Regions from separate parts of the Mus musculus genome. Here region 1 is linked to region 2. The links are chromatin contacts, called in public promoter capture Hi-C maps. All regions are on one chromosome and are shown on one strand. The core of a region is the stretch at or near the end of the contact, and the rest is flanking DNA. Distances in the headings are between cores, read along the strand shown. Region 1 holds the start of Spaca6 (sperm acrosome associated 6). Region 2 holds the start of 4933401D09Rik (RIKEN cDNA 4933401D09 gene).

Evidence for each region. Promoter capture Hi-C pulls out the DNA fragments that hold promoters and counts their contacts.
Region 1: a contact with region 2 is called in a promoter capture Hi-C map of pre-B cells, with 6 times the contacts expected there. The contact joins the promoter of Spaca6 here to the promoter of 4933401D09Rik in region 2. A contact is called at or near these places in 4 of 39 promoter capture datasets (cranial neural crest, hippocampal neurons, liver and 1 more), 1 of 115 datasets of contacts at active chromatin or transcription factors (differentiating embryonic stem cells) and 1 of 9 other capture datasets (adipose tissue).

The regions. Positions count from the first base shown.
Region 1 is chr17:17,828,588-17,832,482 of GRCm38.p6, reverse strand. Spaca6 (sperm acrosome associated 6) reads right to left here and starts at 1,508. Exons shown (of 9, transcript NM_001162909.1): 1 at 1,221-1,508; 2 at 344-424. The coding sequence starts at 1,479. Mir99b (microRNA 99b) reads right to left here and starts at 2,295; the gene lies at 2,226-2,295. It overlaps Mirlet7e (microRNA let7e), which reads right to left and starts at 2,131; the gene lies at 2,039-2,131. It overlaps Mir125a (microRNA 125a), which reads right to left and starts at 1,671; the gene lies at 1,604-1,671.
Region 2 is chr17:15,630,538-15,634,448 of GRCm38.p6, reverse strand. It overlaps 4933401D09Rik (RIKEN cDNA 4933401D09 gene), which reads right to left and starts at 2,661. Exons shown (of 4, transcript NR_045431.1): 1 at 2,554-2,661; 2 at 1,350-1,432; 3 at 193-361.

The DNA of each region.
Region 1 (3,895 bases), core at 259-2,758, 2.2 Mb before region 2:
TAGGAGATGAGAATGTCCCACCTTCAGAGATGACAAGAATGACTCAATCTGAGAGCCTAAGAAATTTACTATCTTACAGGTGAGTAGTTGGAACCCAGGTTGAGAGGCAGGAACACATCCAGGCTTCAGAGTCCTGACAGTGAGAATCCCAGATAGGTCACATGTACTTGACCCCACAAAAGCTTCAGACTCCCTGTGACTTATTTACTTCCCTCAGTTCCTTGCCATCTTTGACTCCCCTCATCTCTGGAGTTTCCTCAACAAATAACCTAACTCAGACAGGTTCCCAGGGTCACTTCCTCAAGATGACTTTCCCCACCACTTATGCCCATAAAACACTCACCCCGTCGTCTAGCAGCCTTCTCCTGAAGAGAAACTGTCATCTGTGTAAATTCATCATGCAGGTAGCTCCTCTCATCATAGTCTGAAGGTAGATGAGACACCATGGCACAAACCTGGTTCCATGGTGTTCTCTATGTCCCACTCATGGCTGAATATCTCCAAGCCCTGTGATCATCCCAGATTCTATAGCCCCAGTCTATTGTTCTATGTGCCCCACCTAGAGCTCTCTCTCTCTCTCTCTCTCTCTCTCTCTGTGTGTGTGTGTGTGTGTGTGTGTGTGTGTGTGTGTGTTTCCCTAACCCTAACCTAAACCTTCAATCTTGGTATCTCTCCATCCATCTAATCTCTCTCTCTCTAGGCCTGTTACCTGGTACCCTGGATCTGCTTCCTCATCTACATCTTTACTCCAACCCCATTGGTCTCTGTCCCACCTATCTCTAGATCACTGTCTCTCTATTCTTCCTGAAACTACTCTCTGTATCTATACCTATGTCCCTCACTTTGGGACTCTGTTCCTGTCTTATCTCTATGTACCTTACTCTCTGTGTGTCTCTCATCTCTCTGGATTGATTCCTAGCTCTCTGTCCCTCTCTCCAGGTCTCTAATCTCCCCACTCATCTGTGTTCCCAATCCATATCCTCTCTCTGAGCAATGCTTCTACTTTTCCATCTCTTTCCCTTACTGTCTTTAGACTCTCTCTGAGGCACTGTTTTGTCTGTCTCCACCCCACTCTGGACCTGTTTCCTTCCATTGTTTCCACCTGTCTCTCTTCTCTGTGTCTATGTCATGATCCTGTACTTGGCTTTTCTTCTTGGAGTAGCTCAAGGAATCTCCTTCCCCTCCCCAGGGCCCTGGTTCAGGAAGGAGGGGCTCCTCACTGATTTTCATGTCTTTGAGATCTTCAAAAGCCCCTTCAAGCTCATTTCTGCACAGGTTTATCTTGGTTTCCTCTCTGCCCACAAACAGCTGGCAGACACGGAGGCGTTCCTCATAGGTAGTGAAGCAGAAGAGACAGGCCCACGTGGATGCCCTGAAGATCAGCAGGAACAACAGGACAATGCTCCCTACTAAGGAAATAAGACCCATAACAGAGGGTCTCCGGGTCTGAGGAGAAGATAGTGACCTTTGTGAGGTCATTGTGGGGGAGGGGGAGCCTGTGATCAGAGATTGAGTTTCAAATGATGGTCAAGCATCAGGCTCCAGCTAGAGGAAGGTTGCCAGGGGTCACCTGAAATCCCTAAATTTGTGGCTGGGCCAGGCGCCAGGCTCCCAAGAACCTCACCTGTGACCCTGGACGTCCTCACAGGTTAAAGGGTCTCAGGGACCCAGAGGCCGGCAGTGTAGCTATGGTGGACCAGAAAAACCCTTTTCCCCAGAGGTGGGAACGGGGAAGCGAGACAGAAACAGATACCCTAAGCCCCAGAAGATAGAAAGGAACCAGGAGATGCCTCAAAAAGCTCAGAAACCCAGTGTCACAGAGATACATTCACAGCACTAGAGAAACAGAAGCTTCTAGAACCCTAGAGACATTGGCATAAGAGACAGAGACAGAAAATTCGAAAATCTCAAGATGGCATAGAGACTGCAAAGAAAAGGGATAGGATAGAATGTGAACAGAGAAGACACCCCAGCTCCTATCAAGAACTCTTGGGCAATGGTGTGGACCTGGGGTCCCCGCCGGCCCCTTCCAGTGCAGGGCGCAGCCTGGGGAAAGCTAGGAGGCCGTATAGTGATCTCCTCGGGTGTCTTCCTCAACTATACAACCTCCTACCTCAGCCCGGGGGGCGCGGCAGGTGGGCAGATTGACAGATGGATTGATGGGAGACCAGAAGTAGGGAGGGTGGGGAGGGCCGGGGAGGTCCCAGCCGCGATGGTGAGCCCCCGACACGGACCCACAGACACGAGCTTGTGTGCGGCGAAGGCCCCGCAAGGTCGGTTCTACGGGTGGGTGCCAGGACCCAGGAGTCCGGGCCCCCGGCCCCCTCCTCCCCAAGGAACCCAGGAATTCAGTCCCAGCCCCAAAATCTAAGCCCCAGCCCCCCTCTTTCAAGGCCAGAGATCCAGACCTCAGCCCTCCTCCCTCAGTCCCAAAGCTTCCTCCCTTAGACTAAGGGGTAGTGGTCACAGCCCTCCCTCCCACAGATCCAGGGAAGCAGACCCTGCCGCCTTGCACTCAATTCTCCTCAGTCCAGACCCAGGGACTCAGTCCCTAACCCTCACAGTTCTCCTCCACCCCATAGCCCTCCCCGGCAGACTCAGGGTCCAACCAGGCACATCCCTTAGAGAAGACAATCTGGTTAGAGACCTGACTTCTGCACTGCAGAAAGGATGTATCCCCGTTTGTCTTGGCAATCTGAGCCCCTTCTGTAACCCCTAAAGGTTTCATATCCCAGGCCTGAGTTAAAGGCCTTCTGAGTATCAGAAGTCCTCATGGGTCTCATGGAATAATCCTATCTTTTCCAAAACCATTCTCAACCTTTGGGGTGATAGCTATGGTCAAGGAATAATGACACCAACCAGGACCCTGTCTCCTCAACACCTCCCAACTCAGAAATGAGGTCGCTCCCAGCACACAGGAGCCCCCAGAGGGGAAGCCACTAGACCAAAGTCAGTTGTCGGCAGGTGGGAGGAGCCCTAGGACCTGCACCCACCCTGAGGCTCTGAGCACAGAACTGGTCTTCTGGGGCTCCCAGGTTCCATGTCCGTCTTCTTGTTTCTTTCTCTCCACCCATTTTTTCTTACCTTGCTCTTTTCTTATTCTCCCTTTCTTTCTCTGTTTGTATCATCCCTGATGAGGTTTTCCTCTTCGCCCATATCTGAATGCCTGCTCCTCCCGCTGTCTCTGTTCTAGCTGACCCTCTTTACATTCACCTCTCTTCCTCACCTCCTATCTTCTATATCTACTTCTCAAGTCTCTTCCTCTTTTTCACAATCTTCTTTCATTTCCTTCCCTGGCTTTGTCTCTCTTTTTCTCTGGATTCCTATCTCCCTCTCTTTTTCTCCTCCCTGCTTTTTTATTTAGTCTAGCTTCTACCCTCCTCCCATCTTCCAGTCTCCTCCCGGGGTCTCTCCCTTTCTCTCTCTCTTTTCTCCTTCCCTCTTCTCCATCCCCTCCCCCCATTCTTCTCCCTTTCTCCTTCCCTCTCTCTCTTCTCTCTCTCCCTCCCCCTTGCTGCTCGGAGCCAGGTCTGGAAATGGGGGTGGAGTGGGGATGGAGTGGGGGTGGGTTGAGAAGGGGCCCTGGGCCGGGGTAGCGACCTGCTGAGGAGGGGGAGGAGAGGCGGGAAGAGGGCGGAGAAGCAAAAGAGGAGGCGGGGGACCTGAGACCAGTCTTCGGCCTGAGCTCAAGTCCTCCTTTCCCTCCTTCCCAACCTCCCAGACCCTCAGGCGGGGGCGAGAGTCAGGCCAAGGTGGGGAGGAAGGGGAAGGGAGGAGCCCCCCCACCCCCCCCCAACCAACCTGGCTCAGAGCCCAGGCCTGGGTTCCCAGCATGCCCCGGGGCTGCCTGGGGCCTGAGGGGGGGGGGGCGGTGAGGGAAAGCAGGGAAGGGAGA
Region 2 (3,911 bases), core at 1,412-3,911:
TTAATTGCGGCCATCTGTCTGATTATTAATTTCCTTTTAATAAACCCTTTCTTTTGTCACACCTAAAAATGTAGCTTCTGGGAGCTACGGCTAACTGCCTGATACGTTCCTAGCTCCTGATAAGCCTCACTGCGGAACCTAAGTGTATTAACCGTTCAGGTTTAATGCTGTTTCAACTTAGCCCATACCGACCTTCTCCGGTATGAATTTCCTTTAATTATTTTCTTCTTCTATGGAGCTCCAAACCAGCAGTGTTTCTTCCAAATGTCCTCTGCCGTTTCTCAGTCCCGCGTGGGCGCCAGATCTGTTGCGGCCAGCGACTCACATGTCTGGGTTCTGTTCTGGAAAGGCATCTTGGAATCTGGAAGAGAAGAGGGGGCTAGGCAGATGAGAAAAAGACAAAGCTAGACAAAATTCTGATCAAAACTCAATTTTACTATTTCCAGACACTCAGTTATGAAGGAGGGGAAGGGGCCCGATTCCCACCAAATCATCTTGGAGTAAAGTTGCAGGTGAACACGTGATAGGTCCGGAACAGCTAGTTGGCAGGCAGCGGCAGTGGGAGTGGCAGGATGATAGGGCGTCAAGCTCTGCCCTGATGCTCTCTAACACTGAAACCTGAGCAAACAGGTTTCAGGCTGGGGAGGGGAAGGTACAGATGACAACCTGAAGGAGCTGGTGCATGCTTTCCACCAGGTGGGTCCCAAGGATCAAGTGCCAGTTCTTGGTTTGGGCAGCTAGCACCTTGACCATCTGAGCTGTTTTGCCAGCTGGAAGTGATGGAAAGAACTTTGATTGTGCATTGGATGTGGTAGTGCATGCCTACAATGCCAGAACTTGGAAGCATGAGGTAAGAGTAACCCGAATTTGAGGCTCTCTAGTCTACCTCAAAGGGAAGTCTTGTCTACAAACAAATAAGCAAACGAACAAACAAAACAACAACAACAATAAAGACCACACTATAGCTAAACCAAAGTAAATAAAAATACTCCAAACCACAGAAACACTGTATTTTATCTATAGACTGGTTAAGGCCAAATTATGTGGTGAAGTAGGTGTCATATTGCCAGCCAGACTGTGTGTGGGATGCATGTTGAGAGCACCTGTTAGGACCAGGTGTGTATAAATGCACGCATTCTCTGACTCCATAATTGTGGTTCTATAAATTTATCTTAGCAGATGCTTGTACATTAACATAATACAAAAAGACTATATACCACCTTTCAAATAAAAAGTCCTGTGAACAGTTGGAAAGTCTAATAAAGGGGAAGGAGCTGCTTAACGTCTTAGTTTGTATTAATGCACAGGGATGCTAAGTAGTGCTACAATGAATGAAGGGCTGAGCTCACCAAGACTTATCAAGATCCTCATATTCATTAGGAGTGGAAAGTTTCTCCTTCTTTCGTGTCTTTTTGCAGGAAAAAAAATGTATCTGGAAGACACAGGCAGTATAAGCAGATTTTCACTTGCCACAGTGAAGCAAACATGTGTGGACAGTATATTCTAGAGAGATTGAAGCAGGCCCCTGAAAGGGGATTAGCAGCAAAAAATACAAATAAATAAATAAATAAATAAATAAATAAATAATCCAATTCCTTACTTAGAGATTTAAGTTTGTCTTTCATCAAACACAGGTATAAGAAATCCCTCTAATAAACCTGTGTATGAAGGTTTATTACCTGTAGTTGGAAATGAAGGGAGTAAGATTATTTTGACAACTGAGTTCTACCCTCCAGACACATACAGGAGAGAATTGACTCCCACAGCTTGCCTTCTCATCTACACACACACACACTCACACACACACACACACACACACACACACACGCACACACACACACATACACTGTGCACTTGCACATATAAAAGATAAAAACAATTAAATATAATTTTTGAAAAATCTGCCTTTAAGATAGTACCTGGTCTAGAATTTGCAGCATAACTTCACTCTTTTTCACTAATCTGATTTATTCTCAAAAAGTTCAATGACAGCCAATTCTCAAAGCCTAACTTAAAATGTCATATGACTATTCATTTTAATTTTAATAGAACTTAAAATACTGAGGTCAAGGGACTGAAGCTCAAATGAGTGTTGCCTACAGGAGAATCTGTCCATTGCAGAGAGGGAGCCAGTTGAGTAAGCCTTGGCCAAGAGCCTGGGACAGGAAGTGCTATCAGAGTCCCCAGGGTTGTGGTACTGTGGGACTGTTCAGGTTAAATACTGTTCATTAAAGTTTTGCTTCCCAGGAGAGAAAAACAATAGTGACTAAAACTGGCATGTTAGCAAAGCTACCTCCAGAGACTTCCTGAAGCTCTCTGAGGATGGTGCCCGAGTATTTCAAGAGGTTTCTCTTACTGTCTCTTTTACCTCATTATCCGCATAAGACACTTAAGGTGAGGAGGGTGGTTTTCAGACAGGCGTAGTTCCCGGTTCGGTTCGTTGAAGAGGAGGTCCTCTGGTAATTTAGCAGGAGAGTTTAAATTTCATCTGTTGCGATGGATCCTGCCATCCTGCATTCCTAGAGAGACTTTTGAAAAATAACTGTTACAAACCTGTAAGCAGATGATTTGGTTGCAGAGTAAAACGGAGGAAGGTGGAGGGAGTTGGAGGAGCAGAGGCAGGAGAGACGGAACTGATTAGTGCCTGGTGGGGATAGTGTTGATTCAGGGTGACCGTGACTACTCTCACAGCCAGAAGCCCTGTCCCCCCCCACCCCACCCCCGCTCCCCGCCCCCCCACCCCACCCCCCACCCCCGCGCACTAAAATGAGCTAGCAGAAGCAGTTAGGGAGCTACAGAGTATCAAAGAAGGGGAATAAGAAAAAAGTAAAGGAACTGTGTAAAGAATTGTATCTGGCCTGAGGGGGAAGGATCAAGGTCCCTTGCAGCGCGAGTTTCTCTTCTTTGTGAAAAAAAAATTTTTTTTTTTCCCAGATGAAACGGGAACCAATGGGGCCGTTGGGAGAGGTTACATGGAACATTTTGGGGGAGGGGGTATAGAGGAACATTCCTTAAGTAAAACATTTAAAGGAACGAAAATGTATGAGGATAATGCAGGGTAGAGAAGGGGGCTAAACCACCGTGTGTGTGCTCTTGTGTGAGTATATGGGTAGAAACCGATGGTCACTGTCTACAATCTTCACGTTTCTCTTGCTCTCCACCTTGGCGTTGGTTTTTGGTTGTTTTTAGGGTGTTTGTTTGTTTGTTTTTACCTTTTTGGTTTGTGTTTTGTTACTTGAGACAGGGTCTCATTATGTACCTGCTTGGCTGGCCTGGAATTTGCTATGTAGATAAAGCTGGCGGGCAAACTCAGAGGTCTGCCTGTCTCTGCTTCTGGAATACTGGGATTAAAGGTAGGCACCACCATGCTGAGGCTCCTCTTCACTCTTTTTAAGGGAAAGGGAGAGGGGGAGGGTGAAGGAGAGCGAAAGAGACTCTACATTGCCCTGACCACTCTGAACCTCTTGAGTACTGGGATCAAAGGCATCACCATCACACTCAATCTACCTTAGTTTTCAAGTGGTTCTCATTAAACACTGAGCTAACAGATTTCAGCTAACCCGCCTGACCGGTGAATTTTGTGGATCTTTCTGTCTCCACAGCCTAATACTAGGCTTATAGATGCATGTTGCTATGGATTTTTATGTGGGCGCCAGTGATCCAAATTCAAGTCCTCGTGTTTGTACAGCAATGATCTTACACATTGATTAGACATCCCCAATACTGCACTGAGGGTCTCAGAAATGCTGAATTTACTTGGGACAAGAAGTCGGGAGCTGAAAACAACCTAAAATGCTTTGAAGTTAACCCCCCACATTCCTGTCTCTCTGGATACATCGGGATCTGCTTGGATGATCTGACACCCATTTATTAAGCCATCTTCAATGTCAGACCGTTATTTCTAACCACAA